Regions from separate parts of the Hordeum vulgare genome. Here region 2 is linked to region 1. Evidence: chromatin contacts called from public Hi-C data. All regions are on one chromosome and are shown on one strand. The core of a region is the stretch at or near the end of the contact, and the rest is flanking DNA. Distances in the headings are between cores, read along the strand shown. Region 1 holds the start of LOC123428438 (probable carboxylesterase Os04g0669500). Region 2 has its middle 19 kb from the start of LOC123431249.

Region 1 (7,937 bases), core at 3,307-5,806:
TTTACATTTTCAAAAAACAAAGATATTTTTTTTTCATCTACATCATCTGTTGGAGAGTGGATTTGGGGCCTCAAAGATGCAAACGTTATGATACATCTTCTATTAGAGATGCTCTTAGCTTAGGGGATATTTTGTAACTACTCCCTTCGTTCCTAAATATAAGTCTTTTAAGATACTCCACTAAAAAACTACATAGAGATGTATATAGACATATTTTTGAGTTTAGATTCACTCATTTTGTTCTGTATATGGTTTTTAATAAAATCACTAAAAAGATTTATATTTAAGAACAAGAGTATGCTAGTAGCAAATAAAAATCGATGTGAACATAGCCGCCTAAATTTGCAAGCACCAACTCCCATGGATCCCAGCCGAACGCCATTGTTGACATTACTAGACAATGGTTAAAGATACAGAAGGTAGTGATCGACATTAGAATATATTGCGTGGTAAAGCAAAGCGCACCCATGCATCCTCAGCCTTCACAACACATATTCTTTAAGAGCATCTCCAATAGTTTGGACCAATGTTGTTTCAGCAGACGCCCAAAAACGAGCGCCCGAAAAGCACGCAGTGCAAATTGTGAAGCGCGCGCAAGCAGGCGCCCCAAATATGTAACGCGTGATAGCGTTTTTCAGCGCGTGCCCAAAACTTTTCAGCGCGCGCACAATTTTACAGCCTTTGTTGTAGCTGTCCGACGCCCAAAAAACGAATGGTTTATTGCGCGGAACACTTTTTGGGATGCTGTTGGAGATGCTCTAACACATGCCTTTGGGAGGATGATTTTCCCCTTACCCGCACCATTCACCAACACAAACCTTTGTGTCACCGACTGATTGAGAACTCCAACTATTCCGATGACACCCTCCCGCTCCCCCCCCCCCCCCAGCCCCTCCGTGGTGGTGGCAGAGTGTGCACTCGTCTTTTGGGTCCAAGTCTAAAGTGGAATTTTGGACACTCTATCGGTATCAAAGGCGTTATATCGAGTTGGTGGCAATTAAAATTTTATTAGGGCGTCTATGACTTCATGCGTTTCATCATGCATTTCTCACTCGGTAAAACTAACACCACACACTCATAACATTTCACATCATTTTAGTGTAGCTTGTTTTCACAATCCTTGAATGACAACCAAAAGAATATACCTGAAGTACTCGCCCGGGTCTTCACTATATATGCACCTTCAGAACTTGTTTGGAAAGAAAGCTGCATGTGTAGGTTGAGTATGATAATCCTGGAGCTATAGACTTACATTTCTTCTCACCATCTAATATATGTGCTAGCTATGGGACATAGGAGGAAAACAAAGAAATTGGAAGGTGTCTCATTCTATTTCCTTAGTTGAACATGTGCGAAGCCGCCTTTGTTGCACACTCTTTACTCACGAAGCCATTTCAAGCGATTGTGATAGTGTCGCTAAGCAAACTGATAATATGGTCTTATGAAGGGAAACACCATTCTCAATGACAAGAATATGAGATGTACCATAGCAATCAGGGTCTCCATGTGATCTCTAATAGCAGAACAGGGGTCAGAGCAATCGTGATCACCGGGGCAGGGTCGTTTCTCTAAATTAAGCATTACAACCTATGGTGAGAGCATCTTTTGACCGGGCACTCAAATTATAGCGAGTTAATCATTTCTTCAACGAAGGTGTGGTTTCCCTGCTTGTAATAGGATGGTCGTATGAATGGAAATGTGATACTCGTATACATTCATTTGTTAGCAGCTGTCGTGATTTTTAAGACGAAATTTACACATTTTTTGTGTGACTGGTGGAAATTTACACATTTTTTGTGACGAATAAAGAAGCAATGCAATCCCATCCGCGATGGCCGGCGCCGTTCGCCGTCGCTCCGTCCCGTCGGCGGCCGATGGTTGCAGAGCCAAAACACAACGGCATGGGGTATGGTGAGGGCATATTCGATCCAACCGCCCACGCCCCGCACGCTGCCGCCACCGTCGTCACGCCTCCCACGCCCGCACTATTTCCCCTGCCCGCACCTGCCTTCGTCGGCACAAAACCGCCGCCACTTTGCACTGCCGGCCACGCCGCCGATCGACCGATGACTCCGCGCTGTCCGGATGGCGGCGCATCCTCCCCCTGCTCCTGCCGCTGCTGCGGCGGCAGCAGCGACGGCCGGCGGGCTGCTGCTGTGGCTGCACGGCTCCGCCGAGACGGGCGAGCAGAGCCTCGGCCAGATCGCGCCCTACTTCTCGGCCGCCCCCGCCATCCGCCTCTCCTTCCCCACCGCCCCCGTCGCCTGCTATGGTACGCTCGCTGCTCCTGATTCGATGGGCAAACACACAAACACACCTGCGATTTTATTCAGTTGCTGGATCGATTTGCGGTGCTGCTGCTGCAGGTGAGGTGGTGCTCAATGCGTGGTTCGGCATCCCGGAGGTCCCCATAACCGCTGTAATTCCCTGCTCAGTTTACCCCCACAAATAGCCGCTTACTCTTTGAGTGATTCAGAAACAACCGCTGCAGTTTCCTGCTCATGTTTACTGCTTACTGTCGAGCCATTTGCCTATTCTCATTCTCTCTTCAGTCTTCAGTGTATTATATTTGTTGCTACAAAATTGGCTAGTCTTATTTGCCGATGCTGCAGAGTATGCACGCATCAGAAATCAAGCTTGCTTCACGCTTTGTTTCTCACACTGCTCCCCCTCCCCCTCCCCCTCCGGTAAATAATCTGTATATCGGAACTGCTAGAGCTATTTTCTGTCAGTTTACAAAGTAGATATTGTTGAAGAACATAATGAGTAAGACTCTAAGTCTAAGCTTTGGTGTCTTTTGCACTGTTACTTCTGAACAACACGAAATCAGATTCTCATCAGTTTGAAGATTCAAAACATGAAGTTTTTTAGCACTTCGCATCATAAGTTCATAACAGGTAACAGACCGCTTGCGCAAAACTAACCATTTTAGAATCCTCATGGACATTCAAAGAGATCAGTGTACAAGTTACAAAAGCAAGGCACTAGAACTCAAAATTGGACTAACCTAAAGTCTCTAAACATTTACAGGCCAATACCTCTTTTGCTGTTATAGCATTATTACTATGTACTTTGCTGATTGTGCCAACTTTGTTTCTTAGACCACTGTTAGAGATGAGCGAGGAGTCCTAGAAGCTGTTGAGCACGTTCACGAAATGTTAGACAAAGAAGTGGCTGCCGGGACGAGTCCTACAAACATTTTCATCTGTGGATTAAGCCAAGGAGGTATGGCGGTGAAATATGCATCTAATCTTCCCTGTCTTCAACACATTACTTACCGACATAATTATGATTTCCACTCCGTCTCCACAGGTGCTCTAGCCATAGCAAGTGTTCTGCTCTACCCCAAGACTTTAGGTGGGTGTGCTGTCTTCAGTGGTTCAGTTCCCCTGAGCAAATCATTTGCTGACAGGGTGACACCTGAAGCCAGAAAGGTAACAACAGCCCAACAACATCCTTAGACTAAATATAGTTCGTAGACGCCGGTTTTTTCATGGTTCCATGGGATGTCACATAGGGTGGATTGCTGTTCTAATGTTCTAGTATTTCTTGCAAATGTGTTGTTTCTGAATTCTTGAAAACCTGCAGACGCCGGTTTTATGGTTCCATGGGATGGCAGACGGGGTGGTGCTGTTCGAAGCCGGGCACGCCGGGTGCGCATTTCTCCAGGAGCTTGGCATGGCCTGCGAATTCAAGGTGGTACATAAACATACTCGAAGTCACGACAGATTGATTTCAAGATTGGAGATTTGATTTTTGACCTTTGTTTGACCATACTGTCCTTCCTTGCGTTTTGCCATAACATGTAAGTTATCAGACTTATCCAACTCTTGGGCACTTGCTGGTGGATGAAGAGCTCCAGTATTTTCGACGATGGATATCCGATCATCTAGGGATCTCCCAAGGAACTGAAGCTGCAAGACCGTCGTCATCGTCGTCGTCGAACCACGAAGATCTACACTAGCTAGAGTACTTCACATTTTTATGGAGTAGAGTACTACTCCGTCCGTCTCATCATTCTTGTCGAACAACGACAAGAGTTATGGGGCGGAGGGAGTACTACATATGTGACCTGAATCTCAGTTTATCTTGGCACGTGGATGCTTTGGAACATGATCCAATTAAAGTTATTTTTTTATAACATGCAACCAAAGGATTATGATACTATTATTACAGTTGACCAGTTTTCTGCCATCTCAATTCGTGTGCTTCGATTAACTGGCACGTGAATCTGACATGGCTAGTGGCTCATCGATGATGGTTCTCTGATTCGTGTTATCTTTGTGATTGTATATTTAACCCTAATTCTTCAGTTAAAATTGTAGTGCTATCTTAATGTAATACTCTCTCCATTCGAAATTATTTATCGCACAAATAGATAAAAATAGATATATATAAAACTAAAATACATCTAGATACATTTGTTCTAATGACAAGTATTTCTGGACGGAGTGAGTAGTTGGCAAAAAACCGGGTAATTTTTTTCTTTTTTTTAGGGTAAATTTTTTGCTTCTGATTGGCAGTGAAGGCGCACAGGCTGAGGAGCTGCTTCGGCCCGGCCCATATGACCCATGAGTAAACGCGTCCGCTTCCTCTTCTCCATCGCCGCAGCCATCGCCGCGGCATCCCTCCTCGCCGCCTCGCTCCGCCGCCGCGCGCAGCCGCCCCGGCTCCCCGACCAGCTCCTCCCCGGCCCCATGGCGGCCCGCAACCGGAGCTTCGTGCTGTGGCTGCACGGCCTCGGCGACTCCGGCCCCGCCAACGAGCCCATCCGCACCTTCTTCGCCGCGCCGGAGTTCCGCCACACCAAGTGGGCGTTCCCCTCCGCCCCCAACTCCCCCGTCTCCTGCAACAGTGCGCCACCTCCATCCACCCCCTCCTCGTCTCTCCCACCTTCACAGCATCATCAGTTTTTTTTTTGCACCGATTCATCAAATTAGCATCACCTGATTCTCAAGAACACTTATTGTTTTCGCAGACGGCGCCGTGATGCCGTCATGGTTCGATATCCACGAGCTGCCCTTGAGCCCTGTGAGTTTACTCATTCACTCAATCCCTCCCGCTCGTGTATCCGGGGATGAGAGACAATTATAACTGTAATAACATTAGAAACTGATCTTTGCTGAAATCTGTAAACACTAGGGTTCGCCGCAAGATGAGAGCGGTGTTATTAAGGCCGTGGAGAATGTGCACGCCATGATCGACAGGGAGGTGGCCGCTGGCATCCATCCTGACAACATATTTGTGTGTGGGTTCAGTCAGGGAGGTAGGATTGTCGCATGGGCGTTGGATATATTCTGAAGACAGCAAATTTTCGTTCCGTAAATTGATAAGTATTGGATTTGCAGGTGCTCTGACATTAGCAAGTGTTTTGCTTTATCCAAAGACGCTAGGTGGCGGTGCCGTGTTCAGTGGCTGGGTCCCTTTCGGTTCGTCGGTCATTGAGAGGATTTCACCCGAAGCAAGGAAGGTATGTGACACAGTCATCCCTTGATGCCTTCTCCTTAGTTTAGCAATTAGCACACAATAACAAGATGTGGGGAAGCCTAATTTTATTGGTTGGTATGAAATTGAACGCTTGTCAACAAGAGATGTGGTTGGTGATGTTTATGTACAGCCTTGTCATTGCCTTTTGACTAGAATTATATTTCTTATGTCTTGATGCCTTCTCCTTAGTTTAGCCTACAATGACAAGATATAAGGAAGCTTCAGTTTGTTGCTTGGTATAAAATCGAGCGCTAGTCAACAAGAGATGTGGTTGGTGATGTTTATGTACAGCCTTGTCATTGCCTTTTGAATAGAACTATTTTCTATCACATGCCCGAACACTGCTGGAACTCTGCCTACACTAGTATGGCCATACCCAGGATCCATCATCTAAAGGTTTTGTCAATTTTAGTTGGCCTGGAACAAAACCATGTACTTATTGCAATAATTCCTGATCACCATGAGCATACTGGACAACTGAATTATGGAGGTATGGTTTTAGCACCTACTATTGGATTGAACTAGTCTCTATGAAATCGGCAGAAAGACAAAAATGTACTGACCTGAATGTTGCCAATGAAATTTACTCTATTCCATACTGAAATCGGCAGAAAGACAAAAACATAAGCATTGAACTCCAACTATTTCATAGTAGGTACTTGAAACTAGAAACTTAATATCCATCGCTGTTGCTTGAATTAGAAATATTTGCAATATTCCTCCTGTTACCCAACCTTGCATACAAATTATTACATCTAGTAGGAGAAGCGACTTTGCCCACCTTAGGACTTAGACGTGTCTGACTGGGCAATGGTTTATTTTATGATAGCAACTAAATTAGGAAGAACACTGTACAATGATAAGTACACCATATCTACTTTCTTATTTTAACCAGTCGGCTAGGATGCAGTTGTATGAAAAATGATAAATAGCATGAAACCTTGAAGGATGCCATTAGCAATTTTACTCTTGCGGCGTTCCTTTCATATGTAAACCTTCACGAATCTGTGAGTGATATGATATCTGTGACTGATATGATATCTGACACTTAACCTATTATATTGAGCAGTGTTAATAGTCTTTGCACTGAAATCATATAGTAGCATTTACTCTTCTATATGGGAATGTAACTGTCAGGGCTGATTCGGCTTACAGGATTTTCAAATCAAGGGAATAGTAAAAGTAGAGGATTGGGATGCCCTCTCAACTACAGTACTTACGAATCTTTCATGAGGTCTCACCTAATGCTAAGAATCCTTAGAAATTAGGACAATATGGACACAGTCCTAAGGAAACTAGTTACCTCCATTCCTATGAAGTGAATGCCATACATAGGATAATATCCGTGGGAAGAAATCGTACAAACCGAATGAGGCCTCATATTGTAGGCTTTTGTTGAATATGCTTATAATGGATTTAAGCCTATTGATTGAAGGAAGCACTTGTTGAAAAAAAATAGTGAAATTCAATGTATGGATAGGAATTCTAAAGTAAATTTCAACTCTTTATAAAAGCACGGATTTTGTTTGGCTGAATTTTTTTGTCGGAACTTTTCAGACACCTATTTTGTGGTCGCATGGTATCGCTGATCAAGTGGTATTATTTGAAGCCGGTCAGGCCGGCCCACCATTTTTGCAAAGTGCAGGCATCAGTTGTGAATTTAAGGTAATCTTCTGCTCCTCTTTTTCCCCTTCTCCAGGCAAGCTTCGGTTCCTAGTATATTTCTTTATACAACTTTCCGGTTCCTATCTGAGCTCTCAACTACCCATGCACATTTATCAGGCATATCCAGATCTAGGCCACTCGATCGCGAAAGAAGAGCTATCCTCTCTCGAGGCGTGGATCAAGGGCCGTCTCAAAGCCTCGCAAGATAAGCAAAGTTAACGTCCTTCAGTTTGGGCCGCCACCACGCCCCCCATTATAGCAAAACCTGCTAATGCAGCCGTGCTCAACCTGTATTCCCTAGTATATTGATGAACTCGGACGGTCCAAGCTATTCTTGAGACTTTGTCATGCTCATGAATGTTATGTTCCAGGAAATTATGTACCGCGGTATGTTGTTTTTCTTCTCCTGTAGGTTTGAGCTGGTACTACCTGGATACCGATGTGCATGTATCCTCTCTTCCTAGATTCCACCCATCGATACCGTCCATTGAGGCTTTCAGTTCCCGCACTTTTCAGCATATCATTACATCAGTTGCATATTGTCCTTTCTTGTTAGTAAGATACCACTGGGATTCTGCACCCAACATTGGATATACCGAAGTAGTCAGTGTCCTTTCTGGTTATTTGTCTAAATGGAGCTCGTGTCTTTCCTACAAAGAGAAGAATTTCATGTCAACTCCCTGTGGATGCATTTCTTCCGGACAAAATCATGCGTTTCTTCTGGACAAAATTGTTGGATGGCGTTAAGGTTCCGGTTTTGCAACATTTTCCCTTTCTATGGGCGA
Region 2 (7,937 bases), core at 3,171-5,670, 130 kb after region 1:
TAGGGAAGTAGAGAAAGTGATTTTCCCAAGAGCAAGAAAGTGCTAGAACGGATGTTGAGCGTGCCTCTGGTGTTCTGCAATCTTGATGGGGCATTGTTCGGTATCATGCAAGCACTTGGAGCACCCATAAGATTTGGGAGGTGATGACTTCTTGCGTAAGCACACACAACATGATCATAGAGGATGAGAGCCGACAACATCTCTTTGATCAAGGGTTTCAGTTTCAGGATGACAATGTTGTGCTTGAGCATGGAGGACCCACAACGTTTGCATAGTTCACCGAGATTTATCATTAGATGCGTGATTCAGGAACTCACATGCAGCTGCAAAATGATTTGGTTAAGCATATGTGGATTCATGTTGGCAACCAACAGATGTATCGACAACTTTTTTTCTTAGGTCTTTGAGACAATTTAATGTTAATTTGGCTTATAAACTGTGAGATATTTATGCGATTCTTGAACTATGCAATGTCTTGTATTTTTGTTGAACTCTATTAGTCTATGATAAAAAATGGCTGAAAGCCTATCATGTGGGCGAAAAATGGCTCGGTGCGCTGGGCGCATGGCCGACCCAAATGAAAAACGGGGCGGATAGGGCGACCCAAATGGACAAAACACGGATAAAAGCACATATGTTTAGGTCGCACGGTTGGAGTTGTTTTTAGGCCATCTCTAGCTGGTCACCCGAAAGTTAATGGCATAGAACTCTTAGTGGAGTATATATACTCCATTAATTTATATATACACCCGAAACTTAACATAACAAATTTTAATTTGATCAAGTTCAATGCAGTTTGAACCGAAAGTAGCATGCATTCAAACATAAACACAGATAGTTATGAACAACCAAACATAAAATACAAATTTAAACTAAATTGTGCTTAACTAAACTACTTTTGGTCGAATGTGAGGTCGAGCCAATCCTTCTTCGTCAGGTATTGTGTGTTGCGATTTGGGTCCAGGTTGGTGCCATCGTCTTCGTCATCAGGAAAATCACTCCTCCACTCGTGGACGTGGATCTCCTTGTCCTTGCCGCCACCTCGCCGCCCTCCATGTCGCCGTCCTTGCCGCCTTAAACCTCGTTGGAGGAGGAGATAACGATACCCTCGTCACCGGCATCGGCAAAGATAATCCGCTACGCCTCCATGAGCTCTCGGTGCTGCCGGCGGAGCTCTTGCATGTAGGCCTCGTCGACGGCCTCGGCCTCGAGGCGCTCCCTTGCCTCAAGGTCCTCCAGCGCTTATGCCGGGCTCACCACCCCCGGCTCTACCGGGACAAGGTGGAACAGAGCCGTGCTGAAGGAGAAGTTGAGATGGGTCGTCGCACCGTGGTAGCGAACCTGGGAGCGGTTGTACTCCATGGCGACGAGCTTGGCCGTATGAAAGCTCCTGAGCCACCGCCGGGTGTGGGTCTCCCGATCCGTGATTTCAACCACCCACGTCCCTCACAGCCGCTGCCGGACCATGAGGTAGGTCCTCGTCTTTGGCCGGGCCTGATGGAGGACGGGGAAGTCATCGAACCGACGTAGGGGTGCGGGGGCGGGTGGATCGTGCGAGCGGCAACGACGACTAGATGAAGCACCCACGGAGGATGACCCGCGCGCATGGCGGCATGGATCCACGTCGTAGATCGACGGAGGGGGCCAACGGCCACCGTGTTCGGCCATCGGAGAGGCGGGGAAGGGCGGGGGTGGGTGGGAGGCGCATGCGACGACACGAGAGGAGAAGAGGAGGCGATTTTACTGGACCGTGGAGAAAGGGAGTAAATATGCTCCGAACTATAGGGAAGGAGTAAATGTTTTACTCCACTAAGCCATTTTAGGGATTGGTTAGGTCAAACTTGGTGGAGTAAAAATCCAAATATACTCCACTAAGTTGATATAGAGTATGAGTTAGAAATGGCCTTAGGAGTAAACAACCGAGCATTGATGTTAACAACAGTGTACCGATCTCTTAAGAGTAAACCACCGAGTATGGCGAGTACTTTTGCACCTCCAAAAGATGTCGCTTCTAACCTATCCCCTAAACTTAACAAAGTAAACCTATATTATTTCATGGATTTCCTCGAACACTTGTTATACCCGATGGAAGAACTCTATGAGTGGAGTGAGGTCGAAGTCGCAGACCTTGAGGTTGTTGTTGGCGTCGAGGAAGATGTTTTGATGCTTGGTGTCGCGGTGGAAGACGACGCACGTGTGGCAGTAGATGAGCGCAGAGACAAGCATGAGAAATACCCCACGCACCGTTGTGGTCAAGACTTCGCCAGCGAGGGAGCATGTGTGGTATACCATGGCAAGCACATGTGCATCCATGCAGGTGGCGACAGGTCGGGGCTTGTTGAGCACCTTGATGGACACGTGCTCTCTGACAACGAAGGAGGGCGTGTGTTCCACTCCCGAGGGGCCAACCAATATCGTATTTGTTCCTCTTGGCGACAACAATGTGCGGCGACACCGATGCGAAAGAGGAGTGTGAGATGTAATCTCAATGTATATGCCCCCTTTCGTTTAGGGAATGTACAATGATGCTATCTTAGGAGTGACACGTAATATAAATGTTGAGGTCTAGGAGAGAGTTAATAAAAATGACATGTCTTCTCTTATTTATGAGATCATGTGTTAACATAATATGTGTTATCATATTTTTTGAAACCACTAGTTATTATCGATAATGCTAAAGAGATCCTTCAGATAAGAGTGCCTTATGAACCATTATATATATGTTCTTAGCTTGTCTTGTTTTTCTCTCACATAATAAGCACGACTGAATTTGTCCACCTGATACGTGCTACATTCACGTTATGATGTACTCCTTCCGTCTCAACATTCTTGTATTTGTTTTATGTAGATATGAATGTATGTAGTCATGTGTTAGTATTTAGATACATTCATTTATGAACAAATGTAAGATAAGAATTTTGAAACGGAGGGATTACGTAGTTTAAGTTCCTAATTTGCAGGCCTAGCAGACTGGCATGATCTAGGCTGGTGAGATTGGATTGTGACGAGGTTTTCACTTTCTATTATGCAACTGAATAAAAAGGAAAGAACATAAGAGATGCATTTTTCACGTGTCGCAAAAGCGCTCTCTCTATGGCTCCGTTTCTGCTCTCTGAACCCTAACGTCTTGTGTTATCGAGATAGAAAAAACAGTATAAGATAGAGTAGATCACAGCCAAGAATTGCTATTAGAGCTTTATCTAATGACCTTGGGCGTTTGGCGGGTGTGATTGGAGGAGTTTTAGCGGCAGCGATGGGGATACTGCTTCTAACAAGGACGACAACAAGAACAACAGAGGTAGCGAAAAGCACATGCCGCCGACAGCAAGGAAGTCGAGGACATGAGACGATGAATGCATCGTGGTGTTGGCTCCTGCTTCGAAAGCCAACAACGTTAGCGCTTTTTATGTTTCAAGTTTATTTTTATTTTTCAATCAAATGTTAGCATTTTTGTTTCAAAATTTGAGAGAATCAGCATTTTTGAACTTTTAATGCGAAATCCAAACATACTCACATTTCCATTAAATTGCATGAATTTTTTCAAAAAATGTTCATGTATTTTGATATTGTTAAGAATGTCAACACGGGAACACTTTCTGAAAAACATTGAATACAATTTTTAAACCAATATTTTATGAATTTCGAACTTTTTGCCAAAGATGAACAAATTTTGCGTTTTAAACATTGTTCAAAAAGACGGACAAAAATTCAAAACAAAATATATGATTTTCTGTGAACTTTTTCCCTTTTGCGAACAATAATTTTATAATGGGAACAATTTATGAATTCTGATCAAATGTTGGAAGTGCAAACATTACTGAAACTCTTTGAACATTTTTTAAAATTGTCGATAAATTTTTTAATTTTTAGATAAATTTCGTAAACAGGAACAAAATTTTAAATTGTAAATAAGATTTTTTATGGTTATCTTTTTTGGAATTCCTGAACAATTTTTTTACATTTGTGAACAAATTTTGTAGGCAGGAACAATTATTCAATTTAAAAAAAATCCAAATCTGTGGACATTTCTGTGAAATTCGAAAATAATTAGTTAATTTCGAAAAATATAAATTAATAAAATATACTCAGAAATGAACTTGAAAACGAAAATGAAAAATGATACAAAAATTTAAAAAGAAAAAAAAATAAAAGGAAGAAAGAAACAGAAACAGGGAGTACAAGGAATAAACTAAAACCAAAGAAATAAAAAAAGGAGGGAAACCCAATAAAGGAATAAACCAGTAAAAACTAGCTCAAAAAACTTCTAGAAGGCTTCAAAAACCGATATAAACACCGCTGAAACATTCTTGAAGTTTCCTAAAACTGAGACCTACTGGTTGTTAAAGTGGGCCAGCCCAGATTGGATCCATAGCTGCGTAACCTCGACTGGTATTCTGTTCGCTTCTGCGTTGCGTCTGAAGAACGGGAGCTCCTACCTGCCACTCATTGCGGCAGGGAGCGCCAGCGCCGCACAGGGAGCGCCCCCTATGGGCCGGCCTAGTTTTATTTATTTGTTCTTTTACGTTTTCTTCTCTGTTATTTTTACTTTTTAGGTTCGTTTTTTATTTTTATTTTCAATCTTATATTTCGAAAAGGAAAACAGTTTTCAAAAATATTGAATTTTTTCGAAAGCGGGAATAAATTTTTAAAGCATGAATATTTTCTAAATTATGAGAACAAAATTAAAAAAGAGGAACATCTTTGTAAAATATCTAAAAAATTGTTTCTCAAATTCCGGAATATTTTTTCAAAGTCTGGAACATTTTTCCAAATTCCGGAAAAAGTTTCAAAACATTTTCTAAAATTCCAGAATATTTTTCAAATTCCTGAACATTTTCACAAATTCGGAGCATTTCACAAAATGCGGAAAATATTATCAAATTGCAGAACATTTATAAAATCCCTAATTATTTTTCAAATTCTAGAACATTTTTCAAAATGCCAAAATATATTTCAAATTCCGAAAAATAAAATCAAATTCTGGAACATTTTTGAAATTTCGAAACATTTTTGAAATTCCAAGAGATTTTCCACATAAAAAAAGAAAAAAAAGAAACAGAAACAGAAAAACGAAAAAAAGAAGGAAACATAAACAATAAAACAAAGGAACAGAAAACAAAAACCGAAAAAAAATAATACTGGGAACTTTCGGCAAGCGAAACTGGCCTGGCCCAAGTGTTGTCCGGAGTGTGTGCGGAGTCCCGACTATTTGAGCGTCAAATAGGGTTTTTTCTGAAGACACCTATTTCGAATATCCTTTTTACCGTTCAATGCGGCGAGTTGTCGAGCAAACGGACAGCGGAAGAAGGCGATTTTTTTTAATAAGCAGGCCTGTTAACACCGTTCTTTCCAGCTGATCTTTTACTGTATTAAGAAATTCCAAAAGGTTTCCTTGTCCGGGTTCTTTTTCCATTTTTTTTCTTTTTTTTTCTTTTCGATTTCAGTTTCTAAAATTGTGCTGAATTTTCAAATAATGTTATGAAAATATCTAAAAAACTTCTTCACATTTTAAAAATGTTTTTTTTAATATTCATAATTTTAAATAGTTCCTGTTTTTCAAAATCATTCACAACTTCAAAATTTGTTTGAAATTTTCGAAAAACGTTCGCACTGCGAAATTTTTTCAGCATTTTGCAAAATTGTTTTCGATTTCAAAATTTATTTGTAAGATTCAAAAAATGTTCGTGCTTTTTCAAATTTGTCTGGAGTTTTTAGTTTTTTTTCGGTTTCAATATTATTCTCAAAATTCTAAATATGTTCGTGCGTTAAAAAATTATCCATGCTTCCAAATTTGTTCAAATTTTTTCAACATTGTTCTCGGTTTCAAAATTTGTTCTTAAGATTCAAAAAATGTTTGTGCTTGATTTCTTTCACGATTCCAAATTTGTTCTGGGTTTTTCAAAATGGTTCTCCATTTCAAAATTTTGTTCTCAAGAATCAAAAAACATTCGTGCTTGTAGAAAAATTGTTCGTGTTTCGATATTTGTATAGGATTTTTCAAAATTATTCTCAGTTCCAAAATTTATTCTCCAGATTCAAAAAATGTTCGTTCTTTAAAAAATTGTTTGTGCTTCCATAGTTGTTCGGGGCTTTTCAAAATTGTTCTCCGTTTCAAATTTAGTTCTCAAGATTTAAAAATTGCTCGTGCTCAAAAAAGTTATTTGTGCTTCCAAATTTGTTCAGGAATTTTCAAAATTGTTCTCGGTTTCAAAATTTGTTCTCAAGATTCAAAGAATGTGTGTGTTTTAAAAAGTTGTTCGCGATTACAATTTTTTTCAGGATTTTTCAAAACTATTCTTGGTTTAAAAAAATTCTGAAGATTGAAAAAATGTTCGTGTTTTAAAAAACTTATTTGTACTTTCTAACTTTTTTCTCTAAATTAAAAAAATGTCCGTGTTTTAAAATTTTGTTCGTGGTCCAAAATTGTTCACGATTTTCCATAATTGTTCTTGATTTCAATTTTTGTTCTCAAGATTAAAAAAATGTTTGTGCTTTAAAAATTTGTTCGCGCTTTCTAGTTCATTCGGGTTTTTTTCAAAATTGTTCTTCGTTTCAATATTCTGTTCTCAAGATTCAAAAAATGTCCGTGCTTTAAAAAAATATGCTCACTTCCAAATTTGTTCACACTTTTCAAAATTGTTCTTGGTTTAATTTTTTTTATCAAGATTAAAATGAATCATGATTTAAAAGTTTGTTCACGCTTTTAAATTTGTTCCCCGTTTTTGAAAATGTTCATGTTTTCAAAAAATGATCGGAAATTCAAAATTTGTTTGTGCGAAAAGATCTGGTTCAACCGGCTAATTTTTCACGGCGCATCCGCCTCCTCACACTTGGGACGCGTGTCTCGGCGGGACCAACTCATTCTTATCTCCCCAATCTTTCTCATGTGAGCCCACGCTCTCATCCATCTCTCTCATCTCCTCTCGCGAGTGCACGACGCACGAAGGCGCAGACGCTTGGGTGACATGACCACGACTGCTGGAGTGGCTAGGCATCCGGTTGGGTGGGTGCGTCCGCGCGCTGCTAGAGGAGCAATTGGGCGCTGGTTGGGTCGGGATGAGGGAGACTGCACGTGTTGGATCTGGCTCCTGCAAGAGCTGGACGCGTCCATAGCGCTGGAGCGTCCGAGAAGAGCTCGCGAGAAGATGAGGCGTCTCTTCCCCTCTGCTTCCTCCCCCCTCCTCTAACCTTGCGGCCATTCATCCCCTCTCCAGTATTCTGCAACGCGGTCGTTGTTTCTGCAACCCGTTCGTTGTTTCTCCAACACGACTGTTGTTGCAGGAGTTGGAGAAATCGTTTCTGCAACCCGCTCGTTGTTTTGGGAATCGTTTCTGCAACCTGTTTATTGTTTCAAGAATTGTTTCCTCAACACGGCCGCTGTTGCAGGAAGACGAAGGAAAAAAAATCTGCAACAAAGCGATTGTTTGTGAAACTCGACCTTTGATTAAGGAATTAATGTGTCTAAAGTTTATATTTTGCAACAAAGCAATTGTCTCCTTCATTTCAGGAATCACTAGGTGCCGACCAGAGCCCCGCGCGCGGATCAGATGGACGGATTGAACGGCTGTGTGTGTAGATCGGACGGTCGTCGAGGTGGTGAATGTTTACTAAACATCCGTCGGTGGACGCATAGCATCCCTTTTGTTTATTTTCATAGAAACACATAAAATGTAAAATATAGAAAAACGAACAAAAAAGAAAAAAAGAAATTAAATAATAAAAAAGGAAAACTAGAAACAGGAAAAAGGGAAAAAGTAATTATCAGATTTTTGTGGGAAATAAAAACTGGACCGGCCCAGTCAGACGAGCCCCTGAGCGTGCGAGGACTCCTTTCCGCAAAGAGCGGCAGGTAAGATGGGAGCTCCTATGCGCCGGGCATTGCGGCGAGTAGTCAGTCGGACGCACAGGGGTGGCGCCCCTAACTGGGTCAACCCAGC

The links. A called contact is a pair of places that touch in the nucleus more often than the background predicts.
Region 2: a Hi-C map of leaf shows a contact between it and region 1, with 2.1 times the contacts expected there. The contact joins the enhancer-like site here to the promoter of LOC123428438 in region 1. A contact is called at or near these places in 2 of 6 Hi-C or Micro-C datasets (leaf and seedling).

The regions. Positions count from the first base shown.
Region 1 is chr2H:653,384,230-653,392,166 of MorexV3_pseudomolecules_assembly, forward strand. LOC123428438 (probable carboxylesterase Os04g0669500) reads left to right here and starts at 4,557. Exons shown (of 6, transcript XM_045112650.1): 1 at 4,557-4,854; 2 at 4,979-5,031; 3 at 5,143-5,266; 4 at 5,349-5,470; 5 at 7,045-7,152; 6 at 7,270-7,552. The coding sequence starts at 4,572. The coding sequence ends at 7,371. LOC123431247 (probable carboxylesterase Os04g0669600) reads left to right here and starts at 1,906. Exons shown (of 7, transcript XM_045115070.1): 1 at 1,906-2,272; 2 at 2,367-2,419; 3 at 3,102-3,225; 4 at 3,313-3,434; 5 at 3,589-3,696; 6 at 3,818-4,000; 7 at 4,057-4,200. The coding sequence starts at 2,086. The coding sequence ends at 3,964.
Region 2 is chr2H:653,511,666-653,519,602 of MorexV3_pseudomolecules_assembly, forward strand. No RefSeq gene overlaps it. Among protein-coding and RNA genes, the nearest start is that of LOC123431249, 19 kb to the left of the region's middle. Within about 2 kb of position 4,421, at least 3 of the 3 cell types and tissues checked have open chromatin away from gene starts, as enhancers often do. A contact at or near this core is called in leaf and seedling, where this site is marked.